2 separate regions of the Hordeum vulgare genome follow, and region 2 is linked to region 1. Evidence: chromatin contacts called from public Hi-C data. All regions are on one chromosome and are shown on one strand. The core of a region is the stretch at or near the end of the contact, and the rest is flanking DNA. Distances in the headings are between cores, read along the strand shown.

Region 1 (5,675 bases), core at 962-3,461:
TGTATGTCTTCAATACTCCAAAACCAACAAGGGGCGGCACTGGATGCACTAACAATAACCTTGGTTCTCAGTGAGAGAAATACTTATCTTTATTGTGTTGCATCTCCTCTCCTCTTCAAGGAATATCCCAATGCAGTTTACAAGCAACACGCAAAATAGATGAGATCGTTGGAGAACATTGATATCATTTAGAGACCCCGACAAACCAAAGAAACAATGGTAAATCCATAGATCTTGTGAAGCCATGGCTTCAAGCACAATGGTGGGTTTTCGTTTGTGTCCGGTGTATTGCCCTGCCCAAGTCACCGGGCAGTTTTTCCACCTCTAATGCATGCAATCAATACCACCTAGCATGCTCGACCATCCTCTTTCTTTGTCATTGCCATGAGCTTCTTCGTGTCTTCCTTGTTCGGAGCCTGTAGATACTTCGGTCCAAAAAACGGGATAATTGTCTTCGCAAAGACACATACGCATTTGATGGTGGCATCTTCTCCAATGCGAAGATATTCATCCATGTAGTCGGCGGGAACACCATATACAATCACTATCATCGCCGTTGATATTTTTTGATATGCACTAAAGCTAATCAAATCGGCGACATTCCTACCCCGAGTGAAAAAGCAGCAATTCTGCTCAAGCTTCTACGATGCGCACGGAAAGAGACCTACGCATTTGGTATCACCTACGAAGTAGGTAAGCCGGATATGTCGGTACCTTGACAAAGTAGTCCTTCATGAGCAACTTGTCGCTGAGAGCTCGATTGCTAAGAATGCATAGTCGGTAGACCATGGACCTGCAATGCTTTTTCCTCGGCCACTTCTCAAATTCATCCACGAGATGCAACAACACTAGGTTCCCGTCATCGTCGTCGAGGATCGTCTCTCCTATGTTTGAATCATCGAACGAAGACGACGAGGACGAACTCCAATCCATCTACAAAATGCACATGAAGCGCCCGTGAAGTTCGCCCAAACCTCAACCGAGCCAAATCAAACACAATTCCCTAGTGTTAGACATACCTCGCTCGAAACCGATCCCCAAATCAAAGTCGCGTCGCCTTTGAAGCAAAGCTGCATCGTCCCTTTCTTCTCCCCCATCGTCCGAAGAAAAGCCGCACTACTCCTTTCTTCTCCCCTCGCAGCCCCTTCCCCCCGCGCATGCGGGCGATCCCCATCGATTTCGAGGCTCGCCGTCCCCAGAACCAACTGGATCCGCCTACTACAAGGTCACACGCCAAGCTCCTCGGCAGATCCATGACGACGACGCTGACCGTGAGCCCTTGGACACAAATGGGCACCCCCTTGCGCTCCAATTTGGTGGAATTGATGTGGCGCGGGGCAGCGGAGCTACCAGACGCGCACGCGGGCCGGGGCAGCAAGAGACGGCGAGGATGTGCACCGGCGACGGGGAGAGCGGAGGCGGGAACAGAAACGACCGAAAATGCATTCACGCCAAAGGAAAGAGGAGCCAACAAAACTAGCGAAATCCCGCAATATGAAGAAAATGGGCCAGCCGATTGGGGACACCACAATTTCTTTTTGAGACGGACGATTTTGCGGGATCTAATCAAACGGTAAAACGCTCTCTGGCCTGTAACCGACGATTATTTTGACGCTAGCATACCGATACATTCTCAGCGAGAAATACATGCATCTTACTCCCTCCGTTCCTAAATATAAGTCTTTTAAGAGATTTCACTAGAGAATTATATACGAATGTATATAGACATACTTTAAAGTGTAGATTCAATCATTTTGCTTCGTATGTACTCCCTCTGTTCTTAAATATAAGACCTTTTAAAGATTTTACTATGGACTGCATACGGATGTATATAGACATATTATAGAATATAGATTCACTCATTTTGCTCCATATGTAGTCCATAGTGAATTCTCTAAAAGTCTTATATTTAAGAACGGATGAAGTAGTCTTTTAGTAAAATTTCTTTAAAAAGACTTATATTTAGAAATAGTCTTTTAGTAAAATTTCTTTAAAAAGACTTATATTTAGAAATCGGAGGGAGTAGTAAAACACTCTTGGTCCTGCAACCGACGGTTATTTTAACGCGGGTGTGCGGATATGCTCTCATACATGCATCTCACGTGGATCTGAGTTCCCAACTACACCTTACCGTCCTATTCCCACTTCCAGCTGGACCCCATCCACTTCAATCAATAAGACAAGATAGTCATGTCTGGCACGTGTCCCCCACCCCCAACGGACCCCGCTTCCGCTTCTTCCACCGGTAAACGTCGTGTCCGGAGCACGAGAGTCGCGACGCCGGTAGCCCTCCTCACTCCCGCTTAACCATCGTCGCCGTCGGATGCGACCGCGGCGGCCCCAATGGCGTCTTCCTCCGCCGCCGAGCCAGGCGCCCGCCTCTCCGATCGGAGTACGTTATCCCTTCCGACCCCCACCCCCCCCCCCCCCCCCCCCCCCCCCTCAGCTCGATTTGGTCCGGGGTGTTTGATTCCTGATCTAGTGTTTTTGGGGTTTCTCTTGCGCAGCGAGGAGGTCGCCCCTGGGCTTGAGGGCCATGGTGCTCCTGATGCACGTGTTCTTCGTCGGCGCCGTCTTCCTGCTCGATCCGACCCTCGATAGGCGGATCCACGAGGAGCCGTGGTACAGTTCCCACCTTATTTTTGCCGACCAGTTCAATTTTTGCTTGGTTCGATTCCAAATTTAATATGCGCTGTCGATTTGTGCGGCGTTCGAAGCTTCGTTCCAGCTCTAGGTATCACTCGAATGATCGTTTCCCCTGTTTTAAACTTGTATATGATCTGATATGGTTCTATGAGGAAAATGAGCTTTTGGAGTGCTCGCGTGCTACTCGTCTGCGTGCCACCAGTTATGATGAAGCATAAATCGCGTAATTTTACACAGTAGAGATAACATGCCCTTCCCAGAAGTCAAAGCACTTAATTGTATACCTGAGTGGTATTTGGTAGTTTCTTGTAGTGCCGTTTCTCTCTTTTTGTTGCTGATGATCTCCATTTGGTATCATTTTATTACAGGTATATTGGAGTGTATGGTGTGCTTGTTCTGATCGCCTTAGCGCAATACTTCTACACTGCTGGTTCATCTCCAGGGTATGGAATAGCCTTATTGAATTTGTTATCATACACATGATCGATTGAATTTGATAAGTGCCTGACTTTGGGGCTCCTGTGCCGTCAGCTATGTTATTGATGCAATGCAAGCCAGTGGTGGGATGCATGCAACCTTCATCAATACTGCCACTCTTCCAAAGTAATGTCGTAATCACCATAGCATAGAAGTGTTGACAACCTATCGGAGGTATACACTGATACTTATACTTTCTTGTGTGTGTGTTTTTGACGATTAAGAAAAGACAATCCAGTTCAAAACATGGAAGCTTAAAGTGCTCCACAAACCGGCCTGGTCTAGAGAAACTTAGACCAATGTCTTCTTCATCGTCATGGTTGCATCAAATTGTGGATCTTTATCCTCCTGGGTCAAGCAACAGGTAAAGCTCGAGAATTTGTTTTTTTAGGGTATATGGAGTAGTAAAATCCTTGTGTTTGCTCACTGTCATAATATTAGTTTAACACTCTTCTATATTTTCTTTGTAGGGATTGGACTTGCCAATATTGCAAAATTATCCAGGTTTTGTTTTATCTTCTCAATCTATGGTGCTAAAGCTTTCATAATTACGGCATGCAAATGTTCACTACGTCCATTGTATAAAATCATCAGATTGAACTTCACATCAAGTGTGAGTTGGTGGCACGAAAAACAAGGCGTTTTGTGAGCCATGAATTATGTCCACGTACCTTTGACTGTATTTAAATAAACTCCTTGCGTCACTGTTTAAGAGTCGTTAAGTGGATCTATAAGAATTCAGGCATTAGGACTACAGTTGATTGTTCTATGATATAGTTGAAGTAGTCTATTTGCAGCCTTTCCGTCTTATTGTTGCTCTAAATGGTTTCATTTTATTGTCTATTAAAGACCCATTTAGGTGCCCTAAGGCTATGACGAGTATCTTCAGGCTCCCTAAGACCATCCTGAGTGTCTTCTACACCCTGATGTCATGTCGGGGTTTCTAATTCCTAACTAATTAGCAAAGTGGTGGGCACACGACTTTGAATGCTACAAATTGAATTAATACTGGCTCATAGTACATTACTAAAAAGTTTCTTTCCACATGTCTCCGTGTCACACTGATCTGTGTGATCCTACGTCCTACTATTCAAACTTCCATGTAAAGCTTTTCCTGATTGTCTAAGTTCAGTTTTTTCTACATTACACTTTTGCAGCCACCTCGTACCAGGCACTGCCATGATTGTGATAAATGCGTCCTTCAGTTTGACCATCACTGTGTTTGGCTTGGAACGTGCATTGGCAAAAAGAACCATTGTCGTTTTTGGTGAGTTTTGGCATGTATATTTCCTGCATTATATTTTTTACATGTATATAATGATTATGTTGCCTGGTATGCATGTTCATGTGTTTCTGTTCTACACCGTCTATGTTCTACTGTACACTCCGCAGAAAAAATCTGCATGTGTTTATTGGCTTGCTTCTGGACATCTGGCGCTGTATAAACATTTTGAGGAGCATGCTCTATGCACGCACACTACATAAGGCTAGACTGGTGTGACTGTCAATGCATATCCACCCATGCTTTGATTATATGAGCGAACAGATTACACTTCACCTGGCCATGATTTCTGGATTTCGTTTTTATCTCCAACATGCAACCTGAACATCTTTGATTTTACTATACATGCTATCCAGTAGTAAATTACATGTTGCCTTGCATGTGAGAGTGAAGTGCGAACAGATATCAACATACCACATTATAATAGGCAAACATGTACATTTGGAGTCGCACACAAATAAATTTAAGATGTATGCTTAAGTTTCATCGTCCATCCCATTCGAATTCAAATTACAAATGCATACTATTTGATGACCGTGTGGTATATACTCCACAAAACTCATGTGAAATGTATAAGAATAGTTGAGTACTACATTTGCAAAGAAAATTGGACTTTGGAAGATGCTTCATTAGCTTTGAACCAAAACAAAACAGAAATAAATAAATAAAAGAATAAAAAAATGTCAGTTATTTTGGAAGAAAAAACTTGGGAAAAACTGACGTATGGAAGAGTCTAGAACAAATGAGAAATGTATGTGTTATGTGCATATTGTACAACGTAAATGATAGAATAAACATGAATGTCATTCTTTTAACAAAGAAAACCTGGAAAATTGAAGTATGGAGAAGCCCAGAACAAAGGAGAAGTGTCTTTGTTTTCAGGTTTGTGCATAAGCACAGGTGTAGAATCTTCTGGATTAGCACACGTGGCATAATCCAATGTGGTGGAGAGAATATCCAACAGCCAAGACTACTCGGATTTGCCACCTCTCAACCGTTGGATCGGCTTCATCCAACAGTCGATATTCATTGTTATTCGTACACTATATAGTGGTATACAAACAATGTATACGCACAATGTTTTGAAAACACATTCTGATTATTCTGTTTCTGTTATTTTGATGTGGCTAGTCTAATAAAGATATAGTCGAAGTTGAAATTGATTGCACGCTTTGCACAGGGCATCGATTTGTGACTGGAAGTAAATGGGACAGGATATAGACTTGATTTTACATGTGGATTGTAAAATTTAGTTGTAAGAGTTAACTTG
Region 2 (5,675 bases), core at 1,020-3,519, 130 kb after region 1:
TCAGCTGGCGAAGCTTCTTCCTATACCTCTCTTCATCTTTTTGAAGTGAGCAACATTTGTCTTTAGGTTAGCGTTCTTTATCCCGAGTTCTTTTTTCTGAAGCTTGTGGATGTCCCTCTCATTCGTCAACCGATCCCTGAGATTGTTTGACTTAGTGAGGGCATTAGCACCCTATCTGAGCAAACTATCCCTTTCATTCTTTAGTACGGTATTGTCCTCTTCCAGTTTTTTTATGCCCCACTCTACCCCCCCTATAATCTGCACTGATTCCACTTCTCCACGTTGTCCATCGATTTGTTGTTGCTTGCTGATTTGTTGATATCTGTTGTTTCGAATTATGTACAGAAGCAAATTAAAACTTGTAAGGAAAGCTACAAAAGAACTCGAACATAATTAAGCACCGTAGAAATGTTAGCAAAAACTAAGTTTCTACAACAAAAAAGAACTTAGTTTCTACAACAAAAAAGAACTTAGTTTCAAGAAAAAAGGACAAAGTTTCTATAAGAAAAAAAATAAGTTTCTACAAAAAAAAAAACTAAGTTTCTACAAAAAAAGAAGTAAGTTTTTAGAAAAAAAGAGCTAAGTTTTACAAAAAGAACTAATGTTGTGTTTGGTAACAAAGTATTGTAAAAACCAAGTATTGAAAAACTACCATTACGTGTCGTTAGTTGTTGCAAACGTACATATTTTGTAAGCCAACGACCGTTGCGTGCAAACTGTAGTAGACTAGTTCACCAACGGAGTCTCTAGTTCTTCGTCTAGCATGCCATGGTGATTTTTAATCGTGTACTGAACTAGGACCATCTAACTTTGATATGTTTCATTGAGTCAAATCACAGTGAAGATCTTCTTCTTTTAAAGAAAATCGGGGTGAAGATCCTAACGGAGATCCAAATCATCGAGCAAAAGATTCTAATAAACCGAGGTAATCACATCTAGTTTAGAAAGATGCGCAGTTTAAAACTGTTGTATTCCTAAAATACTTAGAACATAATTATAACATGAGGTGTGAATTGGGTGACTTTTTTTATTGAGACCGTACCTATAGGGAAATTGAGGAGTCCGGTTGAAGATGCTCTCACGACTTCTCAACTTTGATCTAGCTGTAAATATGACGCACACATATAGTGTGTAGTAGTAGTTGGTATTAAAAACAATTTTAGAAACACATATTTGATTTGAGAAGGTTGTGGAGGGACCATAAGACTCGTCGTAGTGGGTATATAATAGTATTATGGATATAATAATATTATATGATATTATCTTCATAATGCATAGTATTGTAAACTATTACTCCGTATCATAGATGACTTCATTTATTAACATGCATGACACATAATAGCATATCATTTAACATGTTATAGTATCTACGTATGTTACTGTAACCCTCTCTCTCATCTTTAATTGGTTGCCACATCAGCATGTTTGTTAGTCCCAAATACATGATACCATCTAAGTAGCCAACTGCTGGCTATAAGGAGTTGTCATGTCATATATAGTCGACCTAACAGTTAACACGTATAATAACAAGTTGCTAAGATGTATTATTTTATTAATACATGATCCACCTTACATTCTCACAATATTTTTTGGAGCCCGTGCTACAGACGACTGTTAATCTGTAGCCCGCTTTCCTTCTCTCTTCTCTTCTCTCTCATTCAATTTAACAAAAAATATAGGCCATGTTTGTTTACAGGGACTAGACTAAAAAAATACCTTTTAGTCCCGAGGTAACCAAACAGAAGAGACTTTTCCTAAAGGCATTAGAAAAAAACTCTATTAAAGGGATTTTTTTCTTTAGTCTCTGGAACTAAAAAAAGTATAATCCCTTAAAAGCAAACACCACCATAATACTTTAATCTTTACAAAGCACTCGCTACGCCCGTAAAGACATATATGGCGCGCACATATATTGTGTACATTGTACTCCATTCGTTTCTAAATATGGGTCTTTTTAGATATTTTACTAAGGGACTACATACAAAATAAAATTAGAGTAGTACATATAGAGTCTTCTATAAAAATCTTTAAAAAGACTTATATTTAAGAATAGTTGGTATTAAAAACAATTTTAGAAACAAATATTTGGTTTGAGAAGGCTGTGGAGGGACCATGAGCACTCACTACGCCCGTAACGCCACCAAACCATGCCATTCTGCCAACCGGGGCCCAACCTATAGGGCAGAGCAGAGTAGAACCGGTCTCGTCCCAGCTCCACGCCTCCACCCTTTGCACCTCCCCTGCTTTTGCTTATATAACGACCGGCCGTGCGATCGATCCACCCCCATCCACGGCTTCTTCCTCCCTCGGGCGTTCCATCCCGTTCCCGAATCTCACTTCGCACTTTTTGAAAAGAAAACACCCCCCATCTCCGCCTCTCCTCCAGCTGCAACACGCCCGCCGCCGCGCGTAGGTTGATCCATCGGCTCCATTCCGCCCGCGGCGCTGCTGCGAGCTAGCGGCAGCAGGATGGTGGTCGGTTTCCGCCGCACGATCTCGTTCCCCGCGCCCAAGTCCGCGCCGGCGGCGGCCTCGGGGTCCAGCGGGAAGTCCGCGGCCGGCGCCGGCTACCGCGTCCGCTCGGCGAGCCTGCCCTGCCGCTTCCACCCTCTGGTGCTCCAGCTCGACGAGGACGTCGCCACCCTGCGCGATCTGGCGGGGGGTCTAGGTCTGGCGTCGGCGCGCTCCATCGCGGAGGCCGCGCAGCAGCTGGGCCGGGTGCTGGTGTCGCTCTCCGAGCTGCTCCACCACCCGCAGGCCCAGGAGCCGCTGCGGCGGCTCGGCCGCTCGCCCTTCGCGGAGCGGCTGCTCGACGACTTCCTCCGCCTGGCCGACGCGCACGGCAGCTTCCGCGACGTGCTCGTCGCGCTCACCGCGCTCCAGGCCGAGGCGCGCGCGGCGCTGCGGCGCGAGGACCCGGCGCGCCTCGCGTCCGCCGCGCGCGGGCTTCGCCGCTCCGGCCGCGACCTCCCGCGGATCGCCTCCTCCGCCCGCGCCGTGGCCGGCAAGGCGCCGCCTCCCGCGCCCGCCGGCCTCCCGTCGGACGCGGCCGCTCTCGCCGCCGCCATCGTGGACGCGGCCGCCGCCGTCGCGTCTGCGTCGGCCGCGGTCTTCTCCGGCGTGTCCTCGCTGTCCATCGCCGCCGCCACGGCCCGCGTCGACGTCGTCAGCGCGCCGTGCTGGATGCCCTCTCCCGCAAGGTTCGCCTCCTCGTCAGCCACGCCAAGAAGCAGCCACCACGTCGTCACCACCAAGCCCTCGTCCATGCGCATATGGTGGGTCGCCGACCTGATGCGCTGGATGTCGCGTGCGAAGCGCCGGTCGGCGAACAAGCAGCACGCCGACGACGACGGCTCGTCCGCCAAGCAGCCCCAGCCCGACGCGGCCGTGGTCGAGTTAGACCCTGAGGAGGAGGACCGGAAGGCGGCATTTGAGCGCATGGACAACCTCGGACGGTGCATCGCGGACGTGGAGAACAGCGGCGAGAGCGTCTTCCGGGCCCTCGTCAACACCAGAGTCTCCCTGCTCAACATTCTCAGCCCAGGCTTCTGAAGAAGAAGAAGAACCCCCAGCCGCTGGAGCCATCAAGATTTCTTCTTATGTGACATTTGTACATAGAAATGGGGAGTTTTGAGATGACAATGGTGCCTCCTCTGCCTGTGTTTAGGTTAGCACTGTTATTACTGGTAGACCAAGAATTGCAGCCCAAGTGAAAGAGATCTCCGTTTTGTGTTGCAAACTCTGCTGCATCTCCCTTTCAAAAACATCTTCAGAAACGACCGTTTGGCAATTGGCAACGCAGGCCGCAGCCTGAATGAACCGCCTGCGGGAGTTCAAGACCAGACACGCGCGCGCTTTTGGCTGGGACGTTGGTTTGGTTGGGATGGGGGGGTCACGTGGATGGAATCATATGAGATCGGGATGGCGATCTTGGGCGTGCTTTCTCCAGCACGATTCGATCGTAGGGCGCTCGACGCTGGCGCCAATCACGGCAATCGAATGATCTGAACGCCGTCGTGGCTATGGCAGTGGTTCTCTTCTGATCTTCTCCCCCCGTTCTGGCCGTTTTCCTTTCCCGCTTAGATAATCTATGCGGAGCCTCAGGTTTGAAGTCCAATGCTGTCCTGGGGCAGCGAGGCAGGCCGCCAGGGTTCGTGGCTGGCAACAGCAAGGAGATGGCATCCCAAAATAAGACCACGTGCGATGCAAAGTCGTTGAGATTTGGCCACGCCTCCGTGGCGAACCTTCTGTTATGCCACTCTGAATGTGGTGATCCGTGATCGGCGACGACGGAAGCGATTAGTGTATTGCCAGTAGGTGTGCGTGTGGGGAGGTAGTTTTGAGTGTTCGAGGAATCTGTTGAATCGCATTACGTGCGTCCTTGGGAGAAATGCCAAGGGAGGCAACTTAATTAAGTCTATCACACAACCCCAACCCACGACGCAGCAAGGAATCAAGAGTTTCGCGAATGACCGAGCTCTCTTATTTATTCTATTGGGTCTGCTAACATGAAACTTCTTGGTACTACCACCGCCAAGTTCTGTTGTGGTCAGGGGGTTCGCTTCCGTTAGTATGCTTCGCCAGATGATCGAGGTACAAATGGCAAATCTCATTGTGATTTTTGGTTTGCCTGCAATGTGTTGTGTGTTTCGAAATGAAACTTTCCAGAGATTATATTAAGGTTTATCTATAAAATAAATAAATAAATAGTGACATCTTCCTCTGGACAACCGCCACATCCAGGGCTCAACAGGCTAGTAGTACATGCGATGTTTTTGTTATTAACTGTAGTAAGCATTCCATCGCCGGTCATTGTCGCAAGGACGGCAAACTTGGTGGTTATTACTCTAATCAGCGCGTGACAGTATATAATAAGAAATCACATAACCTAAGCAAGAGCACATAAAGTATGTACGTCAGTACATGCGCCCTTCCTCAGATAATACACCAGGTGGCAACCTGTCCATTCGCGGAAGCAAACTGAAACTACGTCGCCAGCTGCTTGAAAGTGGCGTCGATTCCGCTAAATGGACGGCGCTCTGACGTTCCGTGAGTTGCGCGTCTGTTGCCCGAAAGGCGAAAAGCCGTCAGCGTGTAACCTAAACACGATGTAGGCTGCATCGTCGACAGGCGGAGGCGGAGCATGGACTTAATTTAGTTACCAAAAATCGCGTGTGATCTCGTCGAATTTTGCGTATTTGCCTTCCAACTTCCAAGCGCCGCTGCTGTACCGCCGCTGCTTCAGACTAGTTGTTAAAAACAAAACAGTTCAGCAGGGCCTGAGCCGAGCGCACGTACAGAGTACATTGCACGACTGGACAGCTGCAAATTCCGGTGCTGTATGAAAGATTTGAAAGAAGGGTACTCGGCCGCATGTGGCCGTCAGATTTCAACAGGCCAAGGACGCAGATTCCGTATCTTCTGGGAGGATGCGCCAGCTCAAAATGCCCGGACGTGGCCGATCGAGGATTCGAATAGCTGGCGCTCCGCGCTCGCACGAAGAAGCATCCGTCTCCGTCGTCAGCTTCCTACTCTACTTCCTCCGTGCGGATCGGCGTTCAGCGACGCCGCGATGCGAAGGAAGCTGCGAGGCGGAGAGCGTCGCCGTGGCGTCGGAATATGAAAATGAAAATGCGACCGTGCAGGGCCGCTGGTTGGGTGGGTGCCCGACCGGA

What was found. A called contact is a pair of places that touch in the nucleus more often than the background predicts.
Region 2: a contact with region 1 is called in a Hi-C map of seedling, with 3 times the contacts expected there. The contact joins the promoter of LOC123401974 here to the promoter of LOC123402077 in region 1. A contact is called at or near these places in 2 of 6 Hi-C or Micro-C datasets (leaf and seedling).

What each region holds. Positions count from the first base shown.
Region 1 is chr6H:428,345,350-428,351,024 of MorexV3_pseudomolecules_assembly, forward strand. It overlaps LOC123402077 (protein S-acyltransferase 10), which reads left to right and starts at 2,212. Exons shown (of 11, transcript XM_045095943.1): 1 at 2,212-2,392; 2 at 2,508-2,622; 3 at 3,015-3,089; 4 at 3,178-3,249; 5 at 3,353-3,487; 6 at 3,594-3,627; 7 at 4,281-4,390. The coding sequence starts at 2,344.
Region 2 is chr6H:428,474,124-428,479,798 of MorexV3_pseudomolecules_assembly, forward strand. LOC123401974 reads left to right here and starts at 2,270. Exons shown (of 1, transcript XM_045095839.1): 1 at 2,270-3,739. The coding sequence starts at 2,470. The coding sequence ends at 3,552.